Regions from separate parts of the Triticum aestivum genome. Here all the other regions are linked to region 3. A link is a contact called in public Hi-C data. All regions are on one chromosome and are shown on one strand. The core of a region is the stretch at or near the end of the contact, and the rest is flanking DNA. Distances in the headings are between cores, read along the strand shown.

Region 1 (3,390 bases), core at 83-2,582, 140 kb before region 3:
AATGCTAGTGGCAACTGAGAGAAAAGCAGGATCATAAAACATGTTAAAAGAGTTTTGATTCTTACCATGTGGTTTCTGGACCTCCGAGTTCTGGACTTCCTTGAGCTGCTGGGCTTTCTCCATGATGGTCCTCTTGTCACCAGCAATCCTTGAACTTGTCCTGGCAGCTTGGACATGGCCCCACTTCTTGGTGTCAGCAGCAGTGTTCATGGCAGGGAAATCAATCTCATATTGCTCTCCAAGTTGATTATTTTCAATGGTGGCATCCAAAACTTCATTCTCATCATCATCAGTCTCAATCTCATCTTCCCCCACCAGTTCCATTTCCCTCAACAGGTTGAATCCTACAGAGTCACCTTGCTCTGAATTGAGCAATTGTTCAAGAGCTTGTATCCTGGGTAGGTACTGAGATTCAGGCAGCTGGTTCCTCAGCATGGAGGTTGGGGTGGAGGCCTCATGGGAGTGTTGTTGCCCTGTGACTTGAGTTCTGTGGGTAGAGTTACCAGTACCAGTAAGGGAGCCAGAATCAGAGCCAGTCCTGGATCCATGCTGGGATCTCCCATCATTTGAGGCACTATCTTTGGACATTGTTTCCAGAGAAGTACTGGTATCCATTGAAGGGTTGGTTGCAGCTATAGCTTCATCACTGTCAGTTGGCTCAACTTCAAACAACAGTTTGTAGATTTTACCTCTGATGCCAAAAAGCCTCTCTGTTGAAATCTTAGTGTGATCCTTGCATGAGATCTTGACCCTGACTGATTCATAAAAGGATTTGAAGTTGTGCTGCCAGTCTACATCCAGCAACACCCCCAGAGTGAAAGTGATTTGATCAAGCATTGACCATTCACACCATTTAGGGTTCATTTTCCTGATTTTGAGAAATACAGAAGTATGATTATTGAATTGTTTAAAAATTCAGGCTCCATGAATCCCGAGTTCCATTTATCATTATCGCTCAATAATAACATACACTATTTTGTTACAGCTCAATATTTTTATAAGTTCTTGAATGAAGATGAAGTGGTATCTTATCCAGCTATAATGTCTATTGTTGTACTAAAATAGCGTCAATTAATATGGAGCGAACGGAGCAGCAGTACACATGATGCTAAAATGTGGTTCGCTTTTGCTCTTATTTTACAAAACGAGAGCTCTAGTTTTCAGCATGAGAGACCTGTCAGGGTATGTATATACGTAGCCAAAGCAAAGCCAGGCCACGTATGGTAGGAGTACGTACCATCACAAGAACTGTACTGACCAGCCCTGCCCCCTGCCACTCCCGTCTTAAATGCAAACACATCTAACCTTCACCGCCCACTTGAATGCCCTTGCGACGTCTCCTATCATGGCTATCTATAAACGCCGGCCGGCCACACCATGCCTTCTCCTCCTCCTCCTCCTCCTCCTCGTCAACAGCTAGCCAGCAAGAAGCAGAGCAGCTCAGAACCGAGCACAGACCGAAGCGGAGCCAAACGAAAGAAGGGATCTAACCTAGCCAGCCGGCGATCGACCGAGAGATGGCGCGGTGGTGTCAGCTGGCGGCGGTGCTGCTCGCCGTGTCGATGGCGGCGTCGACGACGGTGGCGCAGGACGCGCTGCAGACCAAGTGCCAGGAGGACCTGCAGAAGCTGTCAGACTGCATGGACTACGCGACGGGGCACGAGGACACGCCGTCGGCCAAGTGCTGCGAGGACACGGCGGACACGCAGAAGTCGCGGCCCGAGTGCCTCTGCTCCATCATCCAGCAGGTGCACAGCGGCAGCCACGGCGTGCAGCAGCTCGGCCTCCGCTTCGACCGCCTCCTGGCCCAGCCCGCCGCCTGCAAGCTCCCCAACGCCAACGTTTCCCTCTGCATCAGTGAGTACCTTGCTCAGCTAGTCACACGGCACCTAGCTCCGATTGACCCCTCTGTGTTTGATTAGTTTATTTGTTTGCCTCGTTAGTTCTGCTGTTCATGCGTTTGAATCTCGAGATCTCATCACTCACAATATACAGTACTCGGCATTAACTTGATTAATTAGTTGGGTTCTTATATGAAAGTAAAAAGAGCCCTCGCAAAGAAAAGGAAGTAAAAACAAGTAGGAAAAAAAACTTGGAAAAGGGAAGAAGATAGTATTCTACAGTTTTGCTACACACTAGATGCAGAGGCTGAGGACGTTCCCCTCTTTTCTTGAAAAAAAAAACAAATATTTCTGTTACACACTTTTCGTGTGTTGATACTTATAGAGTGGTTAGTGTGGAGGTCGTTGTATCCTAGCTCACCATAGATCAAACCTCAAGTTTACGTATAACTTCTTAGGGCAACTCGAACGCGGGGCGCTTGGGTAGGCACCAGGATTGCTTTCCTATCGATGTGCCAATCGATTGCAGTTGGAGCCGTCAAAAAGACGCGTCAGATGCTTCCTTCATTTCTTTTTTCGGCACGTGGCACATAAACCGTTTAGTTAGCGTATGATTAGCGTCCATTATTAGCGTATAGCGTTGGAAGGTAGAGCTCTTAGATATTTTCTAATTTCATAATATTAATTTTTTCCTTCATAAGCGCCTTTTTTTAGTGGTTGGTGAAATACGTACTTACTCGGTGTATTTGTCAATAACAAGACAATAGTTGTGATTTCGTCAATCTCAACTAACTAAATCTTCAGTTAATGTTTTGTGTAAACATGCACTATATTATGGTCTACATGAGCACGTGCATGAGTGTGTCTCTCTTGTATTCGATGGTTTTTGAAGCAAGTAGAGACCCTTGGCGTCAGGAAGTCAATCGTGATGAAATGGGGATATGGCACCGTTTTAAGGCTTGTTTGATTCATAGGAAAAGTAAAGGAAAAGCGCAAGAATAGAAAAATAAAAGCTTTGCAAGCACTATTCATTCCTTTGTTTCAGAGGAATGGAGTGAAGGAAATTTTTATTTGATCTCACAATTCACTTGGATCTCTTTTTAGAATTTATACCGGTCTGGTTTGACTTTGATTTAATCATGTATGGTGGAATTCCTGTGTTTTGCTATTCATGTGAATCAAACATGCAAGTCTATAGAACTTTTGTGGTTTTCAACCCTTTGTTTCGCACCTGCTTTTCGATTATATTTTGCGCGTTTTCTATTCCTACATTTGTAAAACCCTGCGTTTGCACCAAAATCGCAGCTCATAGGCATGCGTAAGTGCTGTGTTAGGCCGAGCACACAATATAATCTTTGTACGCGGAGAAAGCAGGCCAGCTGCATGTTGGGCCTAGCTACAGGTGGTCAGGTCATCGACTCGCGTACAAGATTGAGCCCATTTTGCGCACGCGCGCGCACACACACACTCTCATATTGATTCTCAAAAAAAAAACCCACAAACTCTCGTATTTGATTCTGAAAAAAAAAAACTCTGATGTTCCTAATTG
Region 2 (3,563 bases), core at 865-3,364, 260 kb before region 3:
AAGGAGAAAGTAACAAACCTGTGCATGCAATCAATCAAATAATTGTAGTAGCCAGTTAGTGTGGTCTGGGAAATGAGCTAATATTATGTAATGATACAAAGTAGCAACACTATGGATCACATTAGAAGCAATTGTACAGAATATCAGCGGACATTTACCTATTAATTTGATGTTGGCAGATCTAAGCGGAGGAAAACATAATGACACGTTGACACACACGATACTAAGTGACTTCATAACCACGGTAATCTAACAATTTAGCATATCTAAACCAGCCTAATAAATGGCAACGGTAGTTCATCCTTCACTCTCCTGGAAAGAGAGAGATGGAGAGACATTCGCAAAAAAGAAGAGAGATGGAGAGAGCAAGAAGAGCCGTGAGAGAATATCAATAGGCGCAACTCACTAATGTTCTACTTCCTCCAGTTATTCTCTTGAATCCGTGGAGAAGCATTTTAGGGACCGTGTTGCACACGATACTTTGAAGGTGATGTGACCTGCAGACAAAAGGAAAAACACACACACACACGAACTAACATAGCCTGGTCCAAAAATTAGACAACTAAATTTTTGCAGGGCATGAGTTAAAGACCAGAGCCTAATTCAAAAACAGGCCAACATATCAAGGACAGAAAATAGATTTGCTAATGATATTACTCTTCAGCTTCAGGAACGTAAATTAACTCTCCTCCCCAAAGTTTGCGCAATAAGAATAGAACATAAGGATCCAGTATTTGAAATTAATTAACAAAAGGGTTCTAACTTCTAAGTAGTGTTAATTGGGGGAGATGAGGCACAACGAATCTACTATATCTGATGAAAGACGACATCCCAAAATAAAAATGGAGCACCTTCTGGTTACCTTTCCTACCGCTTCAACAATCGATCTACAGCAACGCTTGCATGCTGCCCGTCACCATGAACGATCTGTGCTACAGTTCGCCGGTAGAGGGTGGAGGCCGCCCATTGATCTGCACCGGCTCTTGCACACTACATGACCCCATCAATGGCTGTAAAATAGGGCGCCATCGAGGGTGCCGATTGGTTGGCCGCGTCGACAATGCAGATGATGATGCAACCTGTTGAGGCAGTTAACGGTGGTGGGAATGCCCAGTGAGCCAGCTACCTTAGCCACCACCACCATGGCTCCTTGGTGCCAACTAAATACCCGTTGGTTTAGACACCATGCAGTTCAGGCGATGGAAGCAAGTCAATCCTGGCTGAGATATGTAGCCAATGCGACATGTGAAGGGAGATTGGTACAACAGGAAGAATAAGGAGCGGAGGAGCCAGAGGATAACTGATCGGGAATCGTAAAACACACGGAAGGTGAACAACAGACGAGATCAAGATGGATGGATCTTAAGAGGCGAATTGGAGAGAGGATAAGGACGCGGCGGCGGTGGGTTTTTGTGATCTGAGAGACAGAAGGAAGAGTGTCGGTTGGGCTATCTATAATAGGTTAGGGAAGATGGAAAGGAGGTGATCGCTAGGTATTCTTCGGTCAGACGGTTGGTTCCACATGTTCATTACGGGAGAGAAGGTTGGGCGTTTGTGCTAAGGAAAAAAAGTAGATTTGTCTAAAAAAAGGAGTGAAAAAGCTGATGTGGCAAAATGATGATGTGGATAGGCTGCATGTCAAGAGAAATAGGTTAGTGGGGATAAACTATTTAAGTATTATATCGAGAAACTTATACTACTAAATAGAAAAGATTTGAAAATCATGGCATGGATCTTCTTTTTTTCTTTCTTTAGAGTTTTCTATATGCACAATTTCTCGATGTTTCGATGAGAATTTCTTGACTTTCCATATATAGAAAGAGATAGACTATAAATGACATCTCTTATGTCAATAAGACCAAAGGGATGGATATTAAATAATAGGAAGTGCTAGGAAGTGAAATAGAGCCATTTTGGGCTTCCCTATGAAATGAGGCATGAAACGGAGCCACTATGAAGAAATTATGGGAGTTACGAAAGAAGCTTCGGACTCATATTGTTTAGATTAGAGTTGCGAGGCTCGCATTTTTTGGCCCGATGGCAGCAGGCCTCTCCCTGGCTCAGCGAGGTTAATAATGGGCCGACTGCGGCCCGCCCGGTCAATAGGCCCCTCGGCGGAAAGTGAAGTAGAAAAACCACGGAAAGAGAAAGGTCGCGTTCTCCCCAAGGTCAGTCAGCTCTTCGTGACATCTTGAGTATCGACTACTTCTTCCTCCGCCGAGAAGGGAAGGGGAGCGCCGCTTGGAATCACCGGAGCCGGACGCCAGCAGCGATTTCTCCGACGGCCGCCTGCAGGCGGTAACTGAGTAAGCTCCTCCTCCTCCTCTTCACCTCTTACGCTCTTTCCCCCAATTCTTCCTACTGGACGGGAATCATGAGCTTCCAGAGGTCAGATCCAACCAGACTCTCACGTCTTGGCAGGCAAGCCCTGGTTGGAAATCGATCGATTGATCTATCTCACCTTCATTGTATGATTCCAGAGCATAAGTTAAGATAATTGATGAGTAATTTGTACGGTTCCACCACGCCCTCCCCTTCGTATGCGCCCGTAGAATAAACACCCATCTAGCCTTGTTGTTTGCTCGACCATCTAAACAACCATGTTGTGGTAGAATTTTGGCGTTCTGTGACATCACAGGATCTCAAAAGCTTACCCCTATCAACGCGACGCATGCTTGTGTGGATACTCTTTGAGATCAATTGACACTTTGGAATTATTTCTCTGCAGGAAGCTCTGTACAATCTGCTATTGCTCCTCTGCTGATAGAAGATGGAGGGGCTGAGTTGGACAAGGGCTTGTGTCTTGGTCCTCTGCATCATGCCGTTCTTGCACCCCGCTGCCGCTATCCGCTTTGTGATTGATAGGGAGGAGTGTTTCTCGCATAACGTGGAATACGAGGGGGATACTGTTCATGTATCCTTTGTGGTTATCAAGGCAGACACTCCGTGGCATTATAGCGAGGATGGGGTGGATCTTGTGGTAAGGACTTAACCCCCTTTTTTTATATATATGTAAATCACGCAAGAATAAGCATCATCCAATGGTTACTTAGATGTTTGATGCATTATTGGGTATCAAAGGAAGGCACAGTCTACTAGAATGTTTGTTCTGCTGGTATAGTGTCACAACTATTTTGCCATTTATTTTGTGTGAATCCATGCTATACTTTCTATTCTAGAGACGCGGACAAAAAACTAGTAATATTATCAAGTATATGATGTGTTGGTATTTGAAGTACTACCTTAATTTTTTGATTTCAAATCAGTTTTGATTGTAGCGCCTTTTAGTCATTCATGTATAATTTGTAAGCTTTGAACACCTTCTTGAATTAGGATGCAGACTACTAACTATGGCAATCATTATTAGAAATAATGAAGGAATAACGTGCGAGGAAGAACTAATTGTTCAATGAAAACATGCACGGCGTTATTTATAAGGCGTCCCACCTTGGACTCTTAGGTGACTCTTAGGCGGTAATTATGCTCGCGCTAGGTGCTTAGGCATGCGCCTTAGGTGTTAGGGCGGTTTGTGCTCGCCTTAGGTTGCCTTACTGCTTTATAAA
Region 3 (3,453 bases), core at 754-3,253:
ACTCTGGGAGAACACCTGGGATTTTTCTAGTATCGTCTGCGAGGCGGAAAAGAGGGGAGCACTTTTGCCCTCTGTAGACTGTTCTGCCGGACATCCATCCATCCAGGAGGGGGAATTCGAAACTATCATCATCACCAGCAATCTGTTCATCATTGAGATCATCTTCTCCATCATCATCTTCATCAACACAATCATCTCCCTCAACCATAGATTTTTGATCTATGAAATTTTACCTCAGATCCTTTATTGAGTTTAGTTTCTCGTGCTGTTTACTCATTGTAGTTGATGCTTAGAAGTTTTATTAGTGAAAGATCCATATGTTCAGATTGTTAATCATTTTTCATCTTCAATGATCATGATCTATATGATGTGTTGTGATTAGCCCGTTATGTTCTTGAGGACATGGGATAAACCTTGTTACTATTAATCTTGTGAAGTTTGAGAGTTCAATGTTGATATTATGTTGTGATGTAATTCTATAGTGGAGATCTGTGAACATTGACTACATATCACTTTACCTTCATGGGTCTAGAGGAGAGCATTGTGTGATTATTATTATCTATGGTGGATGGTTGGAGTGTCAAAAATTACCAAACCCTAAGTTTATTAACGGTTGCATGAAGGGATGTTGGAACACCAAAGTTTATTGCTATGGTTAGATGTTGTCGTAATTATTGTTTTGTTTGTGGATCGCTTGCATAGTGTATAAAATCATAAGTATGTTGACGTTCCAATAAAAAAACACATTATCTCAGGTTTCACCGCACAACAAATTATCAAAGCAATGAATGTTAACTCAATGAAACTAGATGAAAGTAACTTGGGGAAACTCTCATGCGTCGTCAAAACCCATTTGATCCGTATAAGTAAAACAATCGGCTTGTCCTTGTCAAAATTAAGAATGGGTTCACTTGCTGTACTGCACTTCTCTTACTATTTGTCTTGCAATCTCTCTTGTGATCCACTAATCATCAATCAATCATTACAGCTTTTACACTGATTTCTTACTAGTTTTTATTAATTAAATCTTTTCGCTCCTGGTTAGATTCGATACTCTTATTTATCAAAAAGACTATGATAGATCCCTACACTTGTGGGTTATCAGCAGCCGCTCCGCTGCCATGGCCGACAGGCTTTGCTCACTAACGTTCTTTGACCCCAGCCGGGGACATGAAGTGGAGGTGGAGGGAGTGGCGGCTAGGATTCGCTCGAGCCGGGCCCTGAGAGCGCATTGGCGTGGTTACTTTTTTTTAATAACTCTTTTCATGTTTGTCAAATGTCATTTTATTTGTCAAACTCTTTCAATATGAAATCCCCACATGCAAAATTTTCTTTAGCGTAGGCAAATATGCATACGGAAGCTTAGGGAAACTTCAATGGGAGTCACCAAAACAAACATCCTCAATTGTTAACACGTTCAAACGTGTCCATGAACATCAATTGAGGACGGTTTATGGGATTTCAAACATCTTCTTATCTATGGACATTTGATATCCGTGTTGGACCTTCCCTAAGTTTGGGAACGGTTTGTAGGGCGATTTGGTGAACTGCGTCCGAACATGTAAGCCAAAGGAGTTTTTATTGAGCAAAGTTGTCCACCCCTATACATTTAAATGTTGGTTCTAATTTTAAAGTTAGTGTCCCAAATTCTATTGCCCAATGTTTATTTTATTTTTGAAAATATTTTTCAGTAAAAGACGCTTTTATTATGTCAATTACAAACGAAATAACGTAAAAATACGACACCTTGGCAATAATAAAGTCATACGAGACCAAGTTTATGCTATGCCAAGGAGGGAGCAGACCGATTTGAAGATTATGCTGTGAACCATGTTGAATAAAAATCAAAATTATGTAGCAATATTTTCAATATTTCTACTTTTTCAGTGAAAAAATAATTTTGTCAAGGTCGTCGGCAGTGGAAACTTTAAAGCAGAAATTAAGCCGCATTCCGGCCAAATCCTGAAGCGGGTTAGGACCACTATAAAGCATTGCCCTCTCTCCAGGTCTCACCACCACCGCTATCTCCGCCTCGGTCTCTCCATTTCGTCTCCCCGGTCGTCGTGTCCGGTGTCCCCCTACAGGCCGGCCTCCTCCCCCTCCATCGACCACTACTACAGCTTAGGGCGGACCCATACTCATGGAGAAACGGAGAAGAAGCGTGTGCGCCGTGGCGGCGGTGGCCCTGGTCGCGGCAATGCTGTCCTCACTGACCGAGGCGGCGTACGGCGGCGGCATGTCGCCGGGCTACTACAAGACGACGTGCCCGCAGCTGGAGGACATCGTGCTGAAGGAGGTGACCAGAAAGAAGAACGAGACGATCGTGACCATCCCGGCGGTGCTCCGGCTCTTCTTCCACGACTGCCTCGTCAATGTGAGTTCATCATCCCTCCGCTCATCGGCCCATGGATCAAACACCTGATACATGTGCTAAGCTTGCATTGGACGCCTTGTTCTTGCTTTATTCTGCTATAAATCGTTCGTGCATCTGATGAATTAGAGAGGATTGGGGTTACTGGCGAAACAGAGGATACTAGAGCGAGGTGAGCGCATTTGATTCGTCTGTTGGCTTTTGATGATTCCCCAGCAGTTTCTTCTTGATTTTCCAAAAAACAATTCAGCAGGTCTTGTGAGCTCCAAACTGTTCTCCAGCCTGCTCGGATTTGGAATAAAGCCAGCGATTCCACACTTTTCTTTATTAAAAAAAAGGATAAAGCTGCAAGTTGACACTCCTTTACAGTTGTAGCTAGCTTGCAGGGCTTCTTCCCACGCTAATTCTCATTAGTAGGATTTCTCTTGATGAAATTGAGCTTTTTTTCTCTTTGAGATCAAACATTAGCAGCACAAAAAGGCGATTAGTTAAAGTAAGGGGAATTAGCCAGCTGCGTCGTTTAGGAGGCAGCTGGAGCTAGGGAGGTGGAGGTGGAAGGAACAACTCAATCGCCTCGCGTGGTCGTCGGTTGCGACAGCCTATGCGTGCATGTGACAGCGCGACTTTTCACCTGCTATCCGAATTATCAAATTCCCGCCCTGTCGGATGGATCTCTCTGGCCTCGGCGTGTTCGGCGTTCGCCGCAGATCATCATCACCCCAGCTCTACGTTTGCCGCCCTCTTCTTCTTCTTCTTCTTCTTCTTCTTCTTCTTCTTCTTCTTCTTCTTCTTCTTCTTCTTCTTCTTCTTCAGAGAGTGTGATTCTTCTTGTTTTTTTTTTTGGTTCAAATACAAATTGTTTTTTTTTTTTGTGTTGAAGAAGCAGAGTTGGTTCAAATACTGAAACTAGTAGTAAGCGGCAAGTTCAGTTTTTTTTTTATGAACAGCATTCAGCTTGTTCAAAGCTGTGAAGAATAAAGATCGAAGAGATGCCTCTGTCGTGCGCGTAATGATGTTTAGTGCCGCTCTAGCATTCTTTATTTTCTTTTTCTTTTTTGGGTTGACCTACACATAGTAGGATG

The links. A called contact is a pair of places that touch in the nucleus more often than the background predicts.
Region 1: a Hi-C map of leaf shows a contact between it and region 3, with 2.8 times the contacts expected there. The contact joins the promoter of LOC123157310 here to the promoter of LOC123162898 in region 3. A contact is called at or near these places in 2 of 5 Hi-C or Micro-C datasets (both in leaf).
Region 2: a Hi-C map of leaf shows a contact between it and region 3, with 7 times the contacts expected there. The contact joins the promoter of LOC123158866 here to the promoter of LOC123162898 in region 3. A contact is called at or near these places in 2 of 5 Hi-C or Micro-C datasets (both in leaf).

Annotation. Positions count from the first base shown.
Region 1 is chr7B:230,506,357-230,509,746 of IWGSC CS RefSeq v2.1, reverse strand. LOC123157310 (non-specific lipid transfer protein GPI-anchored 1) reads left to right here and starts at 1,332. Exons shown (of 3, transcript XM_044575566.1): 1 at 1,332-1,857. The coding sequence starts at 1,518.
Region 2 is chr7B:230,627,260-230,630,822 of IWGSC CS RefSeq v2.1, reverse strand. LOC123158866 (transmembrane emp24 domain-containing protein p24beta2) reads left to right here and starts at 2,114. Exons shown (of 5, transcript XM_044576689.1): 1 at 2,114-2,306; 2 at 2,729-2,980. The coding sequence starts at 2,771.
Region 3 is chr7B:230,371,522-230,374,974 of IWGSC CS RefSeq v2.1, reverse strand. It overlaps LOC123162898 (peroxidase 55), which reads left to right and starts at 2,003. Exons shown (of 3, transcript XM_044580653.1): 1 at 2,003-2,374. The coding sequence starts at 2,141.